Regions from separate parts of the Danio rerio genome. Here region 1 is linked to region 2. Evidence: chromatin contacts called from public Micro-C data. All regions are on one chromosome and are shown on one strand. Each heading gives the region's core, a stretch centred on a gene start, on an enhancer-like site or on the middle of the called end of the contact. The rest is flanking DNA. Distances are from core to core; before and after follow the strand shown. Region 1 has its middle 60 kb from the start of fam49ba. Region 2 overlaps LOC137487932 (a long non-coding RNA gene).

Region 1 (5,488 bases), core at 838-3,337, 48 kb after region 2:
GCATGTAGATGCAATGTAACTTAAATTCAACAAACAGACCATGAAAATAAAAAAGTGTGATGAAAGACCCATCCTCCACTGATAAAAGGTCCAGAATCTGTCCCATACATGAGCTCTTTTGTCTAATTTTGACTGCTGTGCCATCATAAGTTGTGAAAGCATCAAAGAAAGCTTTCAATAAATGCAAACAATTTTACACCATGTCCTGTTGTGCAAAAAAATAATAAATAAATAAATAAATACATAACACGGAATCTGATGTAAGTGGAGTCATCTTTCACTACAAGTAACTTTTATTTTAGGTCTTGGAGTTCTTGAAAGAAAACAAAATAACTATAAAAAGGTGCCCATATTAGAGTTTATTTTTATAATAATAAGGCTATTTTTGTCGATGAACTTTTTGAATATTTTTTTTTTCACTAAAAAAGATTTAAAAAATCAAGAAGCTCTGCATGTTAATGTTTTAACTGTTTATGGTACATTAAAAAGAGTGATTATGATGACCCTCTGACAAACTAATCCAGCTAAAAATAGTGGTTAAAATGTCACTAAAATGCAGTATTTAAACCTCATAATTAAATAGAAAATAAGGTAAATAACTGCAAAAAGATCCACTTTTTAAGAAAAAAGGACCAGCCTCTACACCAGGCTGGCTACAGGCCTGAGTGATATTACAGTATCAGCCGGAAAAAAAAGTGATGTTTTGGAAAACTGATCAGTGGTATTTATAAAAGTACACCAGACACTCTAAATACACTGTAAAATAGACAACACAAAGGAATTAAATTAATCAATTAAATTTTTACAGATTTAGGTGAATTAAAAATAAAACAATTAAGTTGTTGCAAAAAAAAAAACTCGATAATTGTATTGATTCAGCTCATTTCAAATATGTAATTTGAACAAACAGCAAACGTCATTTTTTGAGTGTATAGACAGTTAATTCTGATCTGCAAAGCATATATGTTCAAGTGTTTAATCTATTTTGTTTGAATATTATTTTAATGATTGGTTTCCTCCAGGTGTTACAGTTTCCCCCACAGTCTAGAGACATCTGGTACAGGTGAATTGAATAAGCTAAATTGCCCATAGTGTATGTGTGTGAATAAGTGTGTTTAGATGTTTTCCAGTACTAGGTTGTAGCTGAATAAGCATCCGCTGTGTAAGACATATGCTGAATAAGTTGCCGGTTCATTTTGCAATGGTAACCCCTGATGAATAAAGAGAGTAAAATTAATGAATTAATTATTTTAATGAAGCTGAAAAACACAAAACACATTTTTTTTTCAGAATTAAAAATAAGTTTGGGGGAAGTAAAAGTAGTTTTTATTCGAAGAGGAGTTAAAAAGTTCAAAAACCAATGGATTGGAAAAATAACTGGCTTATTATTTCTGATCTATTATTTCTGATAAAGAAAGTGCTGTGCAGTCATGTGATAAGACTTGCCTTCAGTATTTTTACAATGTCAAATTTTGCATAGAAAAAGAAGCTGTCTAGCTTATTAAAGTAAAATCATTAGAGATGACTGATCATTACTTGGACTTGATATGAGGATGACAGATCTGTCAGTGGCTTAATCACATGATCATGGAGGAAAGTTTGATGGGGATCTCAGCAATGCTCCATTATGAATGAACCGAATCGTTCAAGTGGAACTGAACTCAAGTGCAGATGTTTGCACTAGAAAGTTCCTCCACATATGACTGAGAAGGCTCTATTGTGAATGAGCAAACGCTGCGTGTTCCCAGAGTTATTGCGATCTCCCGGGATAGTGGGCACAGGTCCAGCATTGTGTGCTACTTGTCGTGCAGTGAGCGAATGAGAGTTTGATGCGATGGTGACCCCATGAATGGCCTCTGTTGTGTTTGAACTCACCTCACACAGAGGTGAAGAATGAGTCCCGCTCGGCCTGGGAAGTGAACTCACGCTCACTTTGAGAGTTGAAATTCAGTGCATGTGTCTTCATGTTTTCATTTCCAGTCTTCTGGGTGAAAACTGAATGAGGAAAAAAGCATCTGATTACTCTTTTATCTCCGACAGCAGGCCTCCCTGACCCTCTCTGCATAGTACTGCCATTGTTGCCAAAGCTGTCTGCACAGTTCCTTATTACGCAAGAGTTTACTTAAACTGTGGCAGACTACAACTGCCTCCAGAAGGAGCGTGTGTCTGTTTATGTGTCAGCAGGCGAGTGTTGTTTATTTACCCTTGTGTTAAATGGGCAGCCCGCTGGAGTCGTGGACCGTAGCTGTGGGAGATCCCTGAGGACTCGCTGTGGAGCCTACAAGCTGAGCGGAAACTTTCCACCTAAAACCCTCTGATTTATGACTCAAATACTCAAGAAAGGAGACCTCAATACTGCTATGCAAAGGCAAAATGAGCAAACTTTGTAGACTCCTAAGAGTTTATTTTTTAATTTATTAATTTCTTTATTTGTCACAATGCCATCGAAGGCCCATCAAACTACTCTGCAATGGAAAGGTTCTGCATAACTTAAAGGTTCAATATCAACTAGCAAATTTTTAGGAGTGTAAGTTTCTAAGTGACATGGAATGAAATATAGATATTTACGCAAAAAATGAGGCGTCACAGTGGGTAGCACAATTGTCTCGCAGCAAGAAGGTCACTGGTTCGAGTCCTGGCTGGGTCAGTTGGTCACATTTCTATGTGGAGTTTGCATGTTCTCCCAGTGTTCACATGAGTTTTTTCTGGGTGCTCGGGTTTCCCCTAAAGTCTAAAGACATGTGCTATAGGTGAATTGAAGAACTAAGTTGACCGCAGTGTATGAGTCTGCGTGTGCACGTGAATGAGTGTGTGTGGGTGTTTTCTAGTGATGGGTTGCAGCTGGAAAGGCATCCATTCCGTAAAATATATGCTGGATAAGTTGGATAAGCCATTGTGTGGCCCCCTCCTGGGTTTGATTGGTCACAATGTTTTTTTAGAAAATTACAATAATTATAGTAACACTTGCTCCTAACGTAAAACTGTTCACCGTTTGACAAAGAGTCTACTCGATTTGATAAAATATTTTTGCCAACTGAAGTTTGAATATTTCGCATGCATGTATTTAGGAGTACATTACACTGTGTAAGCATCAGAAGATGCAGAGCTCATTAATATTTTCAAGTCACCTCTTCCAAACAAGGTCAAATAAGACCTTTCTATTCTATATTGGCCAATTACTTGGGTTCGAAATGGGGTTTTAAAGCCTTTTCTGGAGTTTTGTTTGCACTTACCTAAGCCACATACATTCTATGTAAATATCAGAGAACAATTTAATCAATGTATCAATGCATTCTATGCTACCTTTAAAGGTTCCTTATGGAATTATAGAGCTTTTGTACCAGAGGAATGTCTTAATCTTAAAATCATGAACTGCAATTTATCAGCAAAGTTAATTAATCAAAGACTCAGGTTAATATTTAAAGGCGGTTTAGACTAGACATGAATTGGAATTGGGCTGGTCTGAAAGTAAAATAGTGCTGAAAGAAAACTATGAGCTTAATCATTACAATGATATACCAGTAATAATGAGTCATGGTGACACGGCACTGCTAATGTTGTGAAAATATGGTAAAGAATCCAGGCTGACTCTGCTGTTTGCTGCAATATGAGAATACAGCAGGTGTGAGGAGCCCGCATTTTATTTCAAACCTTTGTATGTAAACATGTTAAATATGGTGGTTCATATCTTAACTGGATAAGAATATCGGATTGCACTTACCCTCATGTTAGCTTTCATCCTGGATGACTTTCTGGCTCATATAGAACAGCAAAGAAGCCAACAAAAGTGCATGAACTGCGGATAAAAAACAGCTTCAGGTTTAAAGCAGCATTACAGTTGTAAGCGTTTCACTCTTGGGTCAGCTGTACACATGCATTCATAGTAAATGGTCATTTTATTTAGATGGATGGTGGCTGAACTGACCCTGCATAAAAAATAAAGTAGCAAAAGTGAAAAGGAGCTGTTTGCACCTCAGCAGTGTTTAGAGTGGAAGAACAGGCCAGCCGCTGACAACAATGACAACTTCCAGGAGTCTTCTGCACTTTGCCCCCCATCTTTGTGTGTGCAAATAGAGGAAAGAAAGCGAGAAATAGCAGAGGAAATCATATTAGAGGTAATGAGGCTGTTTGTTGACATAAGCACAGCCCACATGGCAGAGCGTTGCTCAGAGGGGAACTATTGTTTGCCTAGTTATTCAAAGTAAAATCATTCAGAGCAGACTGTTGCTGAATGCAGAAAGGGAAGTGCTGCTTCCCGCTAACTGCTAATTAAAGAAACAAAGGTTGATTCAACGTACACCATTTTTTTTTACTGTAATATCTCAGCAGTTTTCACTAGAAACTGGTTTGGTGTAACGGCATTATTTACGATACAAGTATTTAAAATATGTATTTTCAATAAAAAATTGTGTTTCGTAATTTGTATTTGATTATGTTTATGAAAATGGGTAATTTTTTTGTATTAGAATACTTCAGTGTCTTGTATTTTTAAAATGCTGTAAAATACCTTGTAAAGACTCTACATAATGACCATAAAAATGCGCCCTCTGATTGGTGCTTTCTCAGTTATTTGCGTAGGCTTGAGATCAAACCAGAAAATTTATCAATATTGAGGAAGGTGGTCAATGCTTGGAGTATGAATGGAAATTATTTAACACATAATCATTCTCAGTCTCAGTGCTACAGGTGGAAATGTAGAGGAAGCTCAGAAATATAAAACACCCAAAGATGCTGTACTGGTGTTAACTAAAGGGGTAAACTGTGACATTTCCAGTTATAGAAGAACTGAAAAACTCTTGGGAGAGTGAGTGAACTGCACAAATAATAGTAGCTTTGGATGGATTTATAATGCAGATGCCAAGACAATAAGACAAACAACATTAAAATAAGTCCTACAGTGGCGATTCCTACAATACTTCATAGGCTGATTCTATGCCAGTAGCTGATCTGCAGGTTCCATAGTTGATGAATGACCAAGATGTCTGTCAATGAAGAGTTTATTTGCAAAAACTGATACTGTATCTCCATTTTTTTAAGTTTTATGTTTTCATAGAAGAGTATAATAGCAAAAAAAAAAAACTTGATTTATGGAAAGGACTAAAACTGGAGATTTTAGTTGTTTTCTGAAAGTATTAAAGATTTCAATAACAATATACAATAACAATAAGATTTCAATATATATAAACGGTGTCTTAGTGGTTAGCACTGTTGCCTCACAGCAAGAAGGTTGCTAAATCAAGTCCCGGCTGGGTTAGCTGGCGTTTCTGTGTGGAGTTTGCATGTTCTTCCCTGTGTTGGCGTGAGTTTCCTTCGGGTGCTCCGGTTTCTTCCACAGTCCAAACACACTCTATAGGTCACTAATGGTTTACACTAAAAATGCTGGGTTCTTTTAATCCACATTTGGGTCAAATATGTTAATAAATCATATTATTTCACCCTAATTTCCTTTCATATATCTGTTTTACACTATTGGCTCAGAAAATAGTTT
Region 2 (5,250 bases), core at 1,766-4,265:
CATTTATCACTGCTTAAAAACTGTGTGAGAAACCACATCATCTCACAGAAAGATTTATTTCCAACACTTTGAACACTCAATTGAGAAAAACACATTATTAAATATGGTATTTTGCATGTTTTAAGATGTACACTGTAAATCCCAATAAGTCAAGGTAACTCAAACCATTTGAGGAAACCGATTGCAATGAACCATTTAAGTTAAAAAAATAATCCTAATGAGTACTGTGACTTTAATCCATTAAATAAAGAAATCCGAGCACAGTTAAACCCAATACATGAAGAGAACTCAAATTAACTGAGTATAAAACCCAACAAGTTAAGGCAACTCAAACTGTTTGAGGAAACTGGTTGCTACAAACCCTTTGAGTTAAAACAAAACTAATCTTCAACACTGAGTTCAAAACTCGTTTCAAATGAGTAGAATACCTTTCAGTCAATTTTAAGGTAACTACACTCGTTTCATTTGATTAAGTTGACTGTTGGGTTTTACAGTGTAGCGTTTACTTCAGACAGCCATAGTTTACTGAGAAGTTATGCAAAAGGACTGTCATTATAGCAGAATGGTTAACTTTGATTTCATTATCATGAGATTAAATCATGTGTGATTTATTGCATTGCTTGTCAGTGAATCTGTGAACTGTATCAATCTGACATCTCATGCTGGAGTTGCAGAACAGGCTTTACTGACAAAATGTGCATGACAATCACCTTCAAGCGCTAAATGAGCACATACTGTATCATCCAGTTGTGAGCTTATTTTCTGTGGTGAACAGTAAATAGTTTGATAATTCAGGATTGTTGAGGTGTCCATGGGCATGCAGAATCTTGCTGCCGGGGTGCCCCAGAGCTCAGTTCAGAGACAGTTTCTCTTCTTTATCCTCGATGGGATTGCTTGAATCTGTCATAATAAACATGGCTTTTCTTATCACTGCTATGCTGATGACAGTTAACTCTACCTCTCATTCCAGCCTGATGATCTGACTATGGCTGATTTCTTCACAGCTTGTCTAACAGGCATTTCTACCTGAATGAAGACCAGCACATTCAGTTTGACATTGCGAAGACAGTAAAAAGAACTATTCCTCAAGTTGTTCCAAACCTGTTTTGAAAACCTGACTTTCTTTTTTTCTTTTCAACACAAAATAAAATATTTTAAGGATGGTGGTAACCAAACACTTGATGGCAGCTATTGACTTCCAAAGACTTTCCAATTTTTTTGGAAGGATGCTGACTTCAAGAGTGAGTCCTTCTAAGTCCTCGCAGGCCGAACCGAGCATTTTGAAATGAGCAGATGTAGCTGCCGTTAATAAGCGGTAATAAAATTTGTAATTTTTTTCAGAGTGATTTTAAAACTTATTTTAAGTGATCTGAAGGCAAAGCAAGGCTTATAAAAGCTGGAAATACAATTCTTTTGATTCATACATGTACAAATAAAAATGTGAACAAAATACCTTTTTAGAAAGACATGTCATACACTTTTTCTTTTTAACGTGTTTAGATATCCAAGTAAATAAAACCTTATTCATACATTTAATCTGGAGTTTTATTTTAAAAATCTCCTGCCATTATCAGCGCGCAATCAATCTTGGGACATTCGAGGCCCGCAAAGGATCCACCGGTTTTGTCCTTCATGACCTGGGAAACGATGGACACATTTGAAGGCTGCATTTGAGGGAGACTTTGAATTTTTTAAAAATGAGACAGCCTTCGCCACAACATAATGACACAGCGCCCTTCGAACGCATCCTTCCGAGGATGCAGCCTCTGAAATGAGAAATGGCTTATGTCAACTGTTGGTTACCAGCATTTTCCAAAATATCTTCTTTTGTGGTCTGACTCAAACCAAAGAGCTTAGAATGACAAAGAGGTGACACTCAATAGAACGTTCCATTGCAACAGCAGTGCCCGGCAACAGCCCCGGATTCCGCCATTTTGGAGTGAAAGCGATCGGCTGTCCATTGGATTTTATTGCTGTCGTGCTGACAAGCAGATGCTTTGTTTTTAAACAAAATAGCACATTAAAACTGAGATTCAACCTAAAAGACGGCAATACAACATTTACTATCAGAATCAACAGTTGTTGTTTAATTTTATTGGTGATTCCTAATATGAAATTTAGTCGTAAGCTTGACAAGCAGTTTTGGAGAATTTAATGTTTCCCCATTCAAACAGATTATACTGCCTGAGAGGCCTTTCAAAGATGGGCGCCGGGTGAAATTACTTAAAGCATAGGTCTGAAAGTCAATTCCTGGATGGCCGCAGCTCTGCACAGTTTTGCTCCAACCCCATCAAATATAGCTGATCCAAATAATCAAGTGGTTTAAAAGAGTCATGAGCGCCTTCATTAGTTGGATCAGAGGTGTTTGATCAGGGTTTAAGCAAAACTGTGCAGAGCTGCAGCGCTCCAGGAATTGAGTTTGAAGCCAATGTCTTAAAGGGACTTTGCTCAAACTTTATTCTGTTTGCAGCAAGGGTGGGTAAATAATGACAGATTTATTTATTTATTTATTTATTTTTATTTTTTTTGGTGTAATGTGCCTGTATAATCTTATAATTAAAATTTGTTTAAATAATGTTATAAAGCTCTATTCATATAAAAAAGTTTACCACAGGCAGTGTATGATAGGTCTGTTCATGCAAGGCTTTTATTTGACACAATCTTGAAGTGTCTGCCTATATAAAAAGCTGCCATTGATCTTTAAACTTCAGAGCGTTCAGATAAGATTGAACTTTTCAGCTGCTTCTAAAGACTGTACACACAATGCTTTCCAAAAGCACTTCTCAAATCATCTGTCACTGCTTTGTACATGCCTATGATTTACTGCTTACCATTCATATTACTAAAGAGAAATAAATGTGCACGCCAAAGACGTCGCTTACACTGTGAGTATTTGCACTGGCTGAGATCCAGTGCGCCATCATATTACTCATGCAGAGACCTGCCCTATGAGGAGCATTCATTACATTCACACAGTGTTATGTGTCAGCAGTGCATCCGAGCAGTTGCTTCACATGAAAGAGGCTGATTGGAAAGAATGCTGCCTTCTGGCACTATAATGCACATGGCATCGCCTACTCAGCACTTTGCCATTTGAAATAGTGTCGAGCCCGAGCAGGGAAATGCAATGTTACTTCTTATGTGCGAACAAGTCCCATCATGGATGTTTTCCTAATTTACCCAGGGTGTGCCTGACTCTGAATTACATAATGTACCTGTGACAAATGACTGCTAAAGTGCTCAGTTCTCAGAGCTGATTTAACAAAAGCGCTGTATGCCAGAGGCAAAGAGCTGAGAAATCCATAAGGTTGTTCCCAGGCTAAGTTCCAACTGCTGTCATTCATCTTTCATGCTCCTTTACACAATTCCGTGAAAACTGAGCAAGTGTTTTTCACCGCTTTCATGGACTGGAGCCTTACTAAGCTGACTTTAGGACAGCAATGGGATACACTTTATTTTGATGGCCCCTTTTAGATACTCCATTTGTTATATAAGTATCTTTGTAACCATGTCTGCGAACGGTCATTGTTTGGTAGCTTAGTCAGAGCAACATACTTGCAAACTTATAGTCAGTAAAAAATCAGTTAAGTGACCAATTAGCTAATGACTCCTTGTTGACTTAGTTTCACAGATATTATATATACTGTAGTTTAATAAGGTCTAAACAGGACCAACAATAGCAAGTATTATCTCCAAACGTTTGTGGCGCCTCATATACAGGTCTACAGCAGGCTGGAGATGAAGCAGGGATCAAATCCTTTCACATGTGCTGTCAGACTCTGTGTATACAACGCCGTCTCTGCTGAAAGAGAAAGAGGCTTTGTCACTCACATTGTGCATGCGCCATTATGGAGTGTAATTGGATCCTTTGCAGTTTTAGTTGAATTAGCAATTCTGTTGTTCCTTTGGCTGTGTGTATTAAGAGTCTTTTTTTTGGTCAGGATGGCCTTTGGTAATGTACAGTGACCCAAAAAACTGTTTGAATGCTTAAAGAGTTAGGTGACCTAAAATGAAACATATGCCTCATGTTGTTCCAAACCTGCATGACTTTCTTTCATCTGTGGATCATAAATAAGGTATTTTCAAGCTACTTGGGTTCATATAATTCAATGTCTGTGGGGTTCAAAACATGTTAAACACCATTAACTTTCAGTGTATAGACACTGAGGCTTATTTTTCATCTTTATGTTTCTCGAAAGGATACAGGTTTGGAACTGCTTGAGAAAGAGTAAATGATGTCAGATGTTTCGTTTTTTGCGTAAACTTTTAAACTATGATTTACTGTGTGAAACATTAGATTGGCTCAACCATTGATAAAAAAACAATGTATATAACTTGCATTAGCCTCAGCATGCATTACAGGTCTAACAATTCAATTTAAATAAAATCATTTTTATTTATGCAGCGCTTTTTACAATATAGATAGTGTCTAAGTAGCTTAACAAAGTTTTAGTAAAGTCCAGATTTCTGAGTTGAAGTTCAGTTTAGTTTAGTTCAGTGAGGTTTAAATTTCACTGCTGAAAGTTCAAAAACTGTAGAGCAAATCCACTGAAGCACAGGTCTACAAGTCCCGATCTGAGGAATGTCCTGATCTGATTCAGATACATTAATGGCCTGTTTCCACTGAGTGAAAAAGTACGGCATGGTTCGATACAATTTTATGGATGTTTCCACTGTCAAGAGGTACCTAAAAGCAACCCATACCATACCACTTTTTAAAAAAGGGTATCTAACATGACATAAGGGTACCAAAATGCTGAGCTAGATGTGCAACTGAACGCTATTGGTTTAAAGAGATACGTCACCAGCGCGTACACAAGCCAGGAGAATCAAGACAAATGAAGCAGCATTTTTTAAATACACAGCCAAGACATTACACCGTAATACTATACACATAAAATAATGAGCCATGGTGGACCCGAGCTTAAAAAACCTTGTCGTCGTCTTGATGAACAGCTACAAAGCCAAGAAGAAGAGCAGAATCTACCCTGTGCATTATAGTTGTTTACATAGCTGTCTAAAAGCATGAACGGTTGCGTTTTTTTGAGAGCGCTCGCCGCACGTCTCTATTTGAAATAACAAACTTCTTTAACTGATGATAATAACGTGCACATGATTATTGAAGTGTTTCTGACATTCAATCCTTTCATAAAACATGAAAGTGACGTGCAAAGAAAACAAAGGAGAAGCCCAATAAAAACAAATGAGCAAATGATTCTTTCAGCAACCTAAAAGATGAACAAACTGCTA

Evidence for each region. Hi-C and Micro-C count contacts between places; a contact is called where the count stands out from the background.
Region 1: a contact with region 2 is called in a Micro-C map of caudal fin, with 2.3 times the contacts expected there. The contact joins two enhancer-like sites. A contact is called at or near these places in 2 of 18 Hi-C or Micro-C datasets (caudal fin and an unstated tissue).

The regions. Positions count from the first base shown.
Region 1 is chr2:35,170,129-35,175,616 of GRCz12tu, forward strand. No RefSeq gene overlaps it. Among named protein-coding and RNA genes, the nearest start is that of fam49ba, 60 kb to the right of the region's middle. Within about 2 kb of position 2,088, at least 17 of the 62 cell types and tissues checked have an H3K27ac peak or open chromatin away from gene starts, as enhancers often do. A contact at or near this core is called in caudal fin, where this site is marked.
Region 2 is chr2:35,120,971-35,126,220 of GRCz12tu, forward strand. All of the region lies in intron 2 of LOC137487932 (a long non-coding RNA gene), which reads left to right. Among named protein-coding and RNA genes, the nearest start is that of fam49ba, 110 kb to the right of the region's middle. Within about 2 kb of position 3,016, at least 13 of the 62 cell types and tissues checked have an H3K27ac peak or open chromatin away from gene starts, as enhancers often do. A contact at or near this core is called in caudal fin, where this site is marked.